Linked DNA regions of Bicyclus anynana: region 1 is linked to region 2. A link is a contact called in public Hi-C data. All regions are on one chromosome and are shown on one strand. The core of a region is the stretch at or near the end of the contact, and the rest is flanking DNA. Distances in the headings are between cores, read along the strand shown.

What was found. Hi-C and Micro-C count contacts between places; a contact is called where the count stands out from the background.
Region 1: a contact with region 2 is called in a Hi-C map of whole larva, with 5 times the contacts expected there. The contact joins the promoter of LOC112051318 here to the enhancer-like site in region 2. A contact is called at or near these places in 2 of 2 Hi-C or Micro-C datasets (whole body and whole larva).

The regions. Positions count from the first base shown.
Region 1 is chr13:9,082,978-9,089,366 of ilBicAnyn1.1, forward strand. LOC112051318 reads left to right here and starts at 3,441. Exons shown (of 3, transcript XM_024089917.2): 1 at 3,441-3,599; 2 at 5,638-5,841. The coding sequence starts at 3,527. LOC112051327 (lysine-specific demethylase 3A) reads left to right here. Exons shown (of 17, transcript XM_052885110.1): 17 at 1-1,044. The coding sequence ends at 464.
Region 2 is chr13:8,899,363-8,905,725 of ilBicAnyn1.1, forward strand. It overlaps LOC112051327 (lysine-specific demethylase 3A), which reads left to right. Exons shown (of 17, transcript XM_052885110.1): 3 at 3,284-3,397. Among protein-coding and RNA genes, the nearest start is that of LOC112051327, 58 kb to the left of the region's middle. Within about 2 kb of position 3,344, at least 7 of the 8 cell types and tissues checked have open chromatin away from gene starts, as enhancers often do.

The DNA.
Region 1 (6,389 bases), core at 2,191-4,690, 180 kb after region 2:
AGCCGCCCGCCGCGCTGTGGCACATCTACGCGGCGCGCGACGCGGACAAGATCCGCGACTTCCTAGTCAGGGCCGAGCTGGAGCGCGGTGCGCGGCCGCGCGCGCAGCACGACCCCGTGCACGACCAGACGTGGTACCTGGACGCGGCGCTGCGCGAGCGCCTGTACCGCGAGTACGGCGTGGAGGGCTACGCCATCCTGCAGTGCGCGGGCGACGCCGTGTTCGTGCCGGCGGGCGCGCCGCACCAGGTGCGCAACCTGCTGGACTGCATCAAGGTGGCGGAGGACTTCGTGTCGCCCGAGAACGTGTCGCGCTGCTTCGAGCTGGCGCAGCAGTTCCGCCGCCTGTCGCGCCAGCACGCCAACAAGGAGGACAAGCTGCAGATCAAGAACATCGTGTACCACGCGGTGAAGGACTCGCTGTGCTGCCTGGAGGACGCGCTGGCGGCCGCGCTCGCCGAGTGAGCGGCGCCGCTCTAGCCGAGCGAGTGGCGCCGCTCTAGCCGAGTGAGTGGCGCCGCGCAGTTGATCTCAATGAACGTAACGTTATTCGCTAAGTTCCGCATTTAGTGAGAGTGGGAGTGCGCGTGTGAGCCGGAACTGGCGCCGGAGAAGTGCAATGTGTAAATTAGTCTGATCACGGTGATATCGTCGCGACGTGGATATGTTTTATGTTCCTTAATCGAAATACAAATAAACTCTTCAGGTTATCCTAACGGCTTAGTTGTAGTCATAGTGATATGTATGTAATGTGTAAATTTTTAATTCGAATTCCATCGAGTACATGTAAGAAGTCTATACTTTTAAGTTATTATATTGAAGTAAAAACGTATTCGCTCGAAGCATTGTACATTAAACGTGGCGTGTAGATAAGTTTATCCTATATTAGATTTCTCAATTCGGTTGGTATGTTATGAAATGAATAGTTGACGAGATGTGACAATTTTCTTTTGTCCTTATTGCTGAACTAGGCGAAAACAAGTTTTTTTTGTACTGTGTATATTATGTATGGTTATAAGTTGGAATAAAAAAGATGTTTATATTATGAGTTGTTTTTATTGTCTCGAGTCCAATAATGAACATAATACTGAAAAATATTCAATTACCCAAACACACAGCATTTGTGACATGGGCAAAGTGATTTAAAATTACTCGAAAGTAATTTCCAGCTATATAATACCCGAGTACGAGAGTACTTGGACTTGGTCCACGCCGCGCCAAGAATTGTATTGTATTATACCTATACCTATGTATATAATACAATACAACGATATAAAGTAATTTGAACAGGAAAGAATACAAAAAAATGGTGTGTTTGTGTATGAAACTGAAGAACCGTTAGGAAAGCAGTAAAATGGTTTCCATGTCAGATGCATCCTTCTATATCACTCTCTTTATATTTTAACAATGCATTTCTTGTGTTGACGTTTCTTTTAGTTTACGCATATAAAGGCGTTTGTGCAGTCAACTTAAGAAAATCAATTAGAAATTTGCCTTTTCTTTTGACCCGGTGGCCAAAAATGGAACTAAAGTCGCATCTATCGCCATTTCGTAAAACAAAATATGTTTAAAACGCGTCAAGAATGACACCCTCACCGAGCTAGATAAGTTTGTAGCATTGTACCAGTCATTGGCTGTTGATTACAAAAAAAACTACACAATCATTTTCGCGATTTCGAATGTGGAATAAAGAGATGTAGTAATGACGATTTAAACGATAATGCTCGAGAAACTGCCATCTACTGTCCGTTCTATTTAACACGGCAACGAACGCGCAACGCAGAAAATTATTCATGATGGATGGTGTCAAGGGCTTTAGCTATCCGATGCTAGATGTCACTATGAGCAATTTCTACTTTTATATTTTTAACCGACTTCCAAAAAGGAGGAGGTTCTACGTTCGGCTGTATGTATGTTTTTTTTTTTTTTTTATGTATGTCCAGCGATAATTCCGTCAATTATGGACCGATTTTGAAAATTCTTTTTTAATTAATATGCTTCGCTTATTAAATACTTTGTTTATTGTTGTTGTTGTTGAATTGACTTTGTTGTTGGCTGCAAATATCATTTACAACAATTTAGTCCAGTAGGCAAGTGCTTTTATCGCCAACTTTTTTTAATGGTCAATCGCAAAAATACGAGCAATGGCACATAATGGTAAGGGGTCATTCGATTTGGAACATTTATAGGTAATTACTCCACGTCTCAGACCAAATACAGACCGGCATTTTACGACGAAAACGATTACTACAAAGGGGTTTGGCGAGGCAGGTCCATAATAACAATTCGTCTGAGCTCTACGTGGACAGTAATGCCCTCTTGTGGGAGTTTGAGACAGTAGAGGAGGAGGAGAAGGCTGAAGGACCAGAGAAAGTTAGAAGACATTGAGATGGCCCCCCAGAAACTCTTAAGTGTAGCTTAGGTAAGTGTGTAGCCTGAGATGCTAAATTTGCAGTTACTAAATCGTCATTGGAATCGATTAGATTATATGTATTATGATAGAAAAAATAAATCGTTATATAGTTTTTCTGCTTTCAGCGATGAGGAATAAGACTACAAACTTTAACAATTTTTATTACTTCGGCTTACTGAAATCATCAAAAAACATGAGCGATTTTTCAGGAGATTAGTTCATTCAAAATTAGTAAAAAACTAATCTCGCTCGTGTCTCGTTAACAGGAATATAAGGGTTTTATTTTGTAACTTTGGGACCCTCCCATTCATTACGTTAAGCTCAAATCGTCAGATTTTCGAAATGCACACTGTTTAGCTGTCAACTAACCTACCTTATCTTAATCTGATGTGCTGGATGAGTATTTCTGAAGTTAGTTTTTTTTTGGTTGCCCTAAACGTACCCACCGATATTATGGGCAACATACAAGGTGCAAGGTATAGTATACTACCAGTTTATCTGCCGCGCTCGAGTAACTGCAAAAATCCCTCTTCGCCTCCCCTACTATAAAGAGAAGTTCTTCTTAAAGTCCTTCACCTATCTATTAGTTAACTTTATCTAGTTAATCCAAAATGTAAGCTTTGCAGGATATAGGTATTGCATTTGTAAGGTTAAGCTGGTTCCACAATTTACTTACCTACCTATTTGGAAGAAAATATCTCGTAAATAAAACGAGTGGCTGAGGAAAACAAGCCTCCCAAGTTCAATCTTGGAACTTGTTTCGACGATGTTTATCGTTGCGACACTTAGCAACTTTTTTTTATTTATATCGCTACTCGAATGTTCATCGCTATCGAAAAAAACGTCTAGATTTATGTATGTAGGTATAGGTACGTAGACCTCTCAAATAGATTAATTCCAGTACAACTCAAATCAACATTTGACCTTAGATAAACTTACGATATTAATTCACGAAGACTTCCATTGCTGGTTACGTTTATGCTGTAGCGTTTATCATTGAAATATAAACTTTAATGTATTAAGAAATTTATAGACAATTGCAGCAACACCGAGCTATTGTGCACATGTAGTAGAGCCCATTGGCACAAGGTATAAAGAGTAACTGGCTTCCTTCATGACCAGTTCACTGTGGACGAGCGACCTGTGTACGTTTGTGAAAATGAGGGCCGCGACGCTATTTATTTTTGGTGAGCAAACAAAGTTTTTTTTATTTGTCAGTTAGGTATTTAACCAAGATGTAAAGAGAAATAAATGAGTAAGTATTTACCTAACAATAATATTATAGAGTTTTCTAATCTATTTACGAGTATTTTCAGTAAGGTCCTATGCTACGCTACACATAAATGTTAAAAGATTTGTTTCGTTAAAACACAGATTCAGTTTAGTTACGAATATTAAACTATACCTACCTACCTAAATAAAATTGCAGATTTATTACAAAACATCCCAGGTTAGTGTCTGTTAGGTCAACATACAATTTTCCTACGTTTTCTCGAGCCCCGGTAATAGTAACAACAATACCTAATTATTAAAATTTCCTTCTCTAGACAAATCTGATTTAGAAAATTTAATGGTTAGGAACATTTTAAACCTATAGGTTTGAAATTTATGGTGTGATTTTATGTATACTAGATATATCTAATATTCGCATATCGCATACCATATCTATATCGAAACGGAAGATGTTAGTTATATATGTTTTACTTAACCATCATTATTCATTACTTACACTGTATCAAATTACTAATACATTATAGTATTGGTAATCTGATACATATTATATTACGTAATGTATTTACTGTCAAATACATTATTATGTACCTATTTACGATAGTATTATGGAATTAAACATTGTCCTAAGAGTAATATCTTTGTAAGTACATAAAATGGCAGTTAAATGCGACGATCTCTGTGGTATGTATCTAATATGCCATAGATTCTGTAATGGTTTTGGTTAAGATTCCCATTACTGTTTAATTGGGAAATTCACAATTTCTTAATTGACTTAGGTCTGGTTTGGTGGGACTATAAAATATATCAATAGATAGACATAGGGAAATTAGTAAAGACATCTCGACTCAGTTGACTCAGGTGAGATGTGATCTGCCGTCAAGTTAATTAGTGTCCTATACCCTAGTCCAAGTATGGAAAAAAAACATTTAGGCATTTGTGTTAAGAAAAATATAGGTACCGGTATAATTTAGTGATTCGGTTCTAAGACTCAGGACTGGATCTCAAAAAGTGTCGATCCAATTTTACGACTGGATCTCACTAAGACTGGAACCAGTCTAAAACTGGATTGTCACTTAGCGACATCACAGTCAATCGCAAACTTTTAGTTGAAATAAAACAGGCAAGATCGTTGTCATAAATCCTCTTTTAGCCGTGACTTCATAACACGTTAGTAATGTAATTTATAACATTATCCAGTAGGTACCCGGTAGACCGAAATGGTGTTTCTTCCTGCGATTATCTGATAAACATTTTATGACCATAATGGACTTTGCTGAGGTCAAAGACGCAAGAGCGTAACTGCGCACGAAGGTCTTGTGTATTTATTTAGATAAACTTACGAGTGAAAACACAGCAGCGAGTGAGATTTCTGTATGTTTAAGAACACTATTAAGTTCTTTTGTATGGCGATTGATGATAGACGTACCTATGTGGTATGGTTCTACGATTTCTGTTCATAATTTTACAAGCCATACTCGTAATTTTGAGGTATTAAAAATTTTAATGAATGAAAATGAACCTAAGAAGAGCTACCGATTTGATTTTATACAATAGACGTACAAGAACATACTAAGATTAGTACCAAATCACTTCTTCGTCATCATAGTTTTTTAGTCAATTTATTTATGTTAGACAGTTTGCGTGAGTCTGAAAATTATTCTCCAACCATTTAAGATCCCTGACTCTAAATACTCTCTTACTCTTTAACGCCGCAACTACTGCACCGATTTGGCTGAAATTTGGATTGGAAATAGATTTTAGTCTTTCTCTGTTCTTCCTGAAAAGTCCACGGTTCCCAAGGGATTTGCGAAAAACTAAATTCCACGCCGATGAAGTCGCGGGCGTCCGCTAGTATCTACTATTTATCAAATACGAGGATATCTAGGGTTATTTAAATGATTATCAATTTTATTATCATTTTAAAAGGTTGTTGCACTTCTAAAACTTTGAAAGTTTGGATAGTAAAGCCAAGTTATTTTCTATATATTTCAGCTGTGTTGCTGGTAGTGGTTTCATGCCGACCAGATAAGGCAGTTCTGAAAGAGTTGAAGGCGGAGGCAGCACGCAAGAAGGCATGCCTGCACGACTGCTCGTCGGTCAAACTGGACCCCGTCTGCGCAGGGAAACAAGGGGAAAAGCCCAAGTCCTTCGGCAATGAATGTGTCATGAATAATTACAACTGCGAGAATAAAGAAAGTAAGTTTTCCTTTTAATGTAAGGAAATTAGCCATGTTATTTGAATGGCGACCCCGCACTCGAAAACGCAGTGCTGGTCGACCTCCTACTAGATGGACCGAGGACATCCAGCGGGTTGCTGGGAGTCACTGGATGCTGGCAGCTCGAGACCGTGGTGTTTGAAAGTTTATACAAGAGGCCTTTCTCCAGCAGTGGACGTCCTTCGGCTGATAATGATGGATATGATGATGATGATCTTTGAACTTTTTGGTGTTTTCAAAAGGTAGCAGGTTTTAAGGGTGAAGACCCTTAACCGTTTAAGTGTAAAGAGTACTTTTTCTAAATTCCTCGGCATAATGAATGAGGTGAGATGAATCATGCCTGCAGTCGCTAGTCGCTTCACGGCAAGCATTCGATAAACAATGTTAAAGCGACTATAGTGGAGGGTTGCCATGAAACTACTACAGCTTTGAACATGATTCCCCCATAGAAAATATTTAAAGAAACACATTTTAATTTTACTTGGCCATTTGAGGATTAGGATGCTTGAAACCTGCTACAATAAAAAG
Region 2 (6,363 bases), core at 2,094-4,593:
TGGCGGTTCGTCTTTGCCGGTAGGGTGGTAACTAGCCACGGCCGAAACCTCTCATCAGCCAGACCAGAACCGATTAAGAAAATCTCAATCGGTCCAGCCGGTGATCGAACGCAGGACATCCGTTTTGTAAATCTACCGCGCATACCACTGCGCCACGGAAGCCGTCAAAACCCTTCGAAAAATACCGTTAAAGGTTTTTTAAAGAGAACTTTAAAGCGTTGAAACGAAGCGCTTTGGTGACTGAAGACAATGACTTCTCATGACATCATGTACAAAATATAAAAAAAATACGTTTTATACTTGGCTAATTGAGGATGTGGAGCCTTGATACTTGCTTCCTTCCAAACTCCATAATTGATATTATTGTACTTACTAGGAGCCGCACACTATGTATAGTATACCGTCAAGTCTGCAGGCTTTATTTAAAAAAAAAGTTAAGGCGGGTTAACCCATGCTACAAACCAGCAGTTTTAACTGAACAGTAGAAACTGTTCAGATAATCGTCCATGTGTAGTGTCCGTTTGTTTTGATTTTTTTTAATGACTGATTGAAATTTCGATTAGTTAACACCACGAGTACCCACGTTACGTTTACGTATTCACGTAAATGTAATATGATCGAAGCCCGCATATTAATATCTAAACGCCATTGCCTTATCAGCCGTCACTAATGTGTGCAAATATTTTGTAATGGGAGCGAATGCGAATGGTGTTAATGAAATTCAGTTCTCACGTGTCCGAGCGACCTCCCAGCGGTGCGCGTCACTATCTCTATGGGTTCCATACGTATCTTTATTTATTGCACGTGTACGCATTTTTATGGGGACTAGCCAATGCTAAACAAGCATAGGCTAGTTGACACTTTTTTTAATGGTCTTAAATAGTTCATTATCATTCTACCAGACTGAAATATGTTTTTGACAGTACTAGCCAAAACGTCTGTCGGCCATGACAGTCTTTCAACTGTTTCATGACGTCACTATAATAAATCCCACACAAATGGAGCGTTTGACAAAAATATAGTTAACAATTAGTTCGACGTTTAGTACATCAAGTGTGTTAGTGACGTCACAAAATGGACGACAGAATTTTTGACGTTAATCTCTGACATGATTAGATCAAATGAAGAAGACAAGCGCCAGTACATTTTAAAACGGCCTGGGTCCATACAATATAGCAATATAGCAGTTTTCTCGCGGTTTCACCCTCGTAGTTTCCATTTCAAAGAGAGTACAGGGATAAAATATAGTACGAGTATGTTACTCGCTTATTAGCGATTAATTGGTTTCCATGCATTATGAAATATTTAAATTCGATTCAGTATTTTTGAAATCTATTCTTATCAAATCTATACTCTATACTAATATATAAAGCTGCAGAGTTTGTTTGTTTGATTGAACGCGCTAATCTCAGGAACTTCTGGTCCGATTTGAAAAGTTCTTTCAGTGTTAGATAGCCCATTTATCGAGGAAGGCTATAGGCTATATATTATCCCCATACTCCTACGGAAACGGAAACCACGCGGGTGAAACCGCGCGGCGTCAGATAGTCAAACAATAAAACCACGGAGGTGATTACGATCCTCATTCATGAGGACTGGAGAGTCTCATTGTCTCGGTAGCTCCGAGATTAATGGCATATTTTGGAATATTTGGATTTTCTGATTAAATATTTTTTCCATAAATTCTACAGTATAGATTCTTTAAAAAGCTACAGGCTCAAAAGAAGCCTAAAAGCACCAGCTGTTACTTGGGTGGCTTAAAATTGTAAGGTCTGGATTTTAATACCACTTTAGACCCAATGTTAGATATATTATTCTCAATAATTTATCTGAAACCTGTGTTTGACACAATGTTTGCCTAAAAATAACACTCTTTTCATATAAAAATAATATTATGTTTTTCGCCAAATGTTTTTCTAAGATCGGCGTCACCTTTCTTTGAAATAGAAGTTTGTTTTACATTAATCTAGTCCGTGACGTTTTTCGAAGTACCTATAAGCAACCACTTAATTTTGTATGTACATAGCAAAGTGTATTGAATTTTGAAGGTGATTTTGTAGTTGTTATTCAACTCGAGCCGCATAGAATACTGATTAGATTGATCGGGCGCGGTCTGCCGTCGAGAACTTTTCGTTTCGCATTTAGAAATTTTGAATACATATTTCTTTTTTTTGTTTAGTTTTGTTTACCATTTACCCTTTATTACATAACTAAGGTTAAGTTAATCTGGGCTATAAAAAATTAAAATGTTTTCTTACTTCTAAGAAATTCATAGTAGCAGCCCACGATATCTCGATTAATGTTATTAACACTTGATAGCGTTACAGACCAATCGTCAATCGACCCGGCATGGTGGATTTAAGCTCCAAGTCGCCATCTATATTAATATTATAAATGCGAAAATCTGTCTGTATGTTAAGTTTTCACGGCTAAAACGACTGAACCGATCAGGATGAATTTTGGTATAATGGTAAATGGGACCATGGAGCAAAACATTAATTACTTTTTGAACTTAAAATAAAAATAGAAGGGGGTGAAATAGAGGTTAAAATTTATTAAAAGTTTTAAAAATTTGTTTATTTTAAATTTTATTTGTTCATAATAATATACGAAATATAATGTGATTCAAGAATTTTTAAAATTCAACTCCCTGAAGTGGTGAAATTGGGGTTGAAAGTTTCCGCGGACGAAGTAGCGGGCGTCCGCTAGTTTACTATAAAAAGTCGGTGCTACAGTCCCGTCAGGGATATGACAATGATCTAATCAGTGATCCATTTTATAAACCGGCAACGAGTGACAAATAGTCCTAAGAGCCGATGGACGTTGGGGATCCATCCACAAGGTGCTAGAATGGCGACCCCGCACTGGTAAGTGCAGTCGGCCCACTAGGTAGACCGAGAACATCGAGCGCGTTGCAGGGAGCCGTTGGATGCTGGCGGCGCGAGACCGTTGTGTTCAGAAGTCTATACAAGAGGCCTTTGTCCAACAGTGGACGTCCATCGGCTGATAATCTATATATTCTATATATGTATACATATATAAAAAACAATGCCACTTTTCGTTGTAATTTTTCAAGAACGGACTCACTTGTAAAAACCAAATGTTTGGCTTTGTTCGAACTATTTAGTAGATGGCTTATGTGAGTATGGACAAAATCGGTCGAGCGGTTCTTCATTTATCGCATTTTTTGTAACTAATAAATTCAGGGGTAGGGAAGACGTGCATATAAGTCAAAGCTTGATGATATATGAGTGACATTAACATGAGATATGTTCGGTTCCAGACGTTCACGCCGCTGTCAGCTGACGTCACACTGCAGGCGGACGCGCAGCCCGTCGAGTTCGTGCACGACAGGTTGCTGCACTTCGTGGACTACGCTAACCTGCAGCCTTACCAGGTTACTGACTTATTTAGTATAAGAAACGTTTTACCAGGTTACTGACGTATTTGGTTTAAAAAACGTTGTACCAGGTTACTGACTTATTAAGTTTAAGAAACGTTTTACCAGATTACTGACTAGGCCGAGTTAACACTTACATAACACATAAACTACTTTCATCCCGGAAAAATCCATGGTTCCCGCGGGATTTGTAATAAACTGAATTCCACGCGGACGAAGTTGCGGGCGTCCGCTAGTATAAGATAATTCTAACATTGTTAAACATAAGTAATACCACACTTCTGTTTTTAACTTGGCTGTCGCAATGCCGTGTCTCTAAAGTAAAATAATAAGTAATCTTTTAAATAATAAAATAGTTAGTATTAAATTAAGTTGCCGTTATACCGTATCCCCCCGTACCGTAAGGCCGTGATAGCCCAGTGGATATGACCTCTGCCTCCAATTCCAGGGTGTGGGTTCGAATCCGGTCCGGGGCATGCACCTCCAACTTTTTCAGTTGTGTGCATTTTAAGAAATTAAATATCACGTGTCTCAATCGGTGAAGGAAAACATCGAGAGGAAACCTGGATACCGGAGAAATATCTTAATTCTCTGCGTGTGTGAAGTCTGCCAATCCGCATTGGGCCAGCGTGGTGGACTATTGGCCTTACCCCCTCTCATTCTGAGAGGAGACTCGAGCTCAGCAGTGAGCCGAATATGGGTTGATGACGACGACGACGATACCGTATCTCCTTGGAGATAACTTGAAATAATCTTGAAATGAATAATATATTAATGTAAACTTGTTTAATCTACTTTAAAAGCAATTTAAAACAGCAGATGAACAGAGCCCTTCAAACCATTATGGAAAAAGCCGTGACCCTGTTTTCTTAATAAGAATAGCTGGCCTTTTAGCTTTATATTTAAATTTATTCATATTTGTGTTGACTTTTAGAATTATTTACAGTTTATTTACTGTTTATTATAAAAAGTTGTCCTATTTTAACGGTCTACTATAGGACCAGGCCTCCTTGTAGGAGAGATAATTTGGAGCTTAGATCCACCACGCTGCTTCAATGCGGTATGGCGGGCTTAAGAGTGATAATGTTAAATTCATTAACTACTACCCGGGACCGACGGCCTAACGTGTTCCGAGGCGCGGACAATTTTAGCTGATAACAATTTCTTACAAGAAAATTAACTCAACTATTGACAGCTACCCAGGCATGGAACCTTGGACCTAGTGATCCGAAACCACTTACCTAGGCTAATTAATAAGCCAATAAGGCAGACATAGGCTTGATGATGATAAATGATATAAACTTGTAGTTTCAACGTACTCCAGTAGGCCAAATTCTGAAAAAAAAAAAACACTTTTGATTTCGTAGTATTATTATTAATTCGTATGTGTTATTTGAAAAGCCGTTATGTGTGCGTCTTCTCAATCTATACTAATATTATAAAGAGGAAAGATTTGATTGTTTGTTTGCATTGAATAGGTTCTGAAATTACTGAACCCATTTAAAAAATTCTTTCACTGTTGGGAAGCTATTCTATCCCCGAGTGATATAGGCTATATTTTATCCCCGTATTCCTTCGGGAACGAGAACAACGCGAGTTAATCCGCGCGATGTCTGCTAGTGTTTAAATAAAATCGTTCAACCTTTTTCAACTAGATGGCGCTAGTAGTTGCGAAATAGGTTAACAATTTGATAGCGTTGGTGGTTTGATGCACTGACTGCGTTGGCTGACTTCCTTTTGGAAAAGAGATATTTGTAGTTTAAAAATATTACTTCAATAGTAGGTAGGTATCAGGTTTCATTCAATATGTTATTTGTACGCGGCATCGTACCGTAACGCTAAAACGCTATCAAAGTGTTAATTTTAAATAACTTTAACTAATTTTTTAAAAGAAAAGCGCAGTTTTAATCGACCCTCTTCCTCTTCGTTGGATTGAGGACATCAAGCGGGTTGCAGGGAGCCGCTGGATGCTGGTGGCTCGAGACCGTTGTGTTTCGAGGTCCATGCAAGAGGCCTATGTCCAGCAGTCCACCGGCTGATAATGATGATGATGATGAATGTTTTGAAAAATAAACCAAATATAACGCGTGAATTACTTCTAAGCATTTAGATCCATTCAGTAGTTCAAAAAACCAACCACTTTATTACACAAAAGCCAATGTAGAAAATTATACTATGTTATATTCATTCGAGTTGGGAATTAATTAATCGAATGCCAACCTTCCAGGTTATAGCAACAATTACACAACTACGGAATTGAGGTTGTCAAAATAAACAAAACAATTGCAAACAAGTTATTGAGTCATTGCTAAGCTTAGGTATTGGGTCGACACTGTTCCAGGGAAATGAACACAAATAAATGATGACCGCTCCGCGCTAGAACCATTTATATTCTTTGCATATTTAATCGGTTGAACGTTATTCTAGTCTCGTCGTCGTCGTCGTTATCAACTCATATACGGCTCACTGCTGAGCTCGAGTCTCCTCTCAGAATGAGAGGGGTTAGGCCAATAGTCCACCACGCTGGCCCAATGCGGATTGGCAGACTTCACACACGCAGAGAATTAAGAAATTCTCTGGTATGCCTAGCTAGGTTTCCTCACGATGTTTTCCTTCACCGTTTAAGACACGTGATATTTAATTTCTTAAAATGCACACAATTGAAAAGTTGGAGGTGCATGCCTCGGACCGAATTCGAACCCACACCCTCCGGAATCGGAGGCAGAGGAGAGGAGGATATCCACTGGGCTATCACGACCTCATTTTATATACCATATTCTAGTCTGCATATCATGAATACATTTATATATCTGTAAATATTATAATATAATACTTTTAATTCGTAAGGAGTTTTAGTTTTAGCATAGCAAATGTGTTCGTTTGTTTTGTACTCTTTACAAGTTAGCCCTTGACTACAATCTCACCTGCTGGTAAGTGATGATGCAATCTAAGATGGAAGCGGG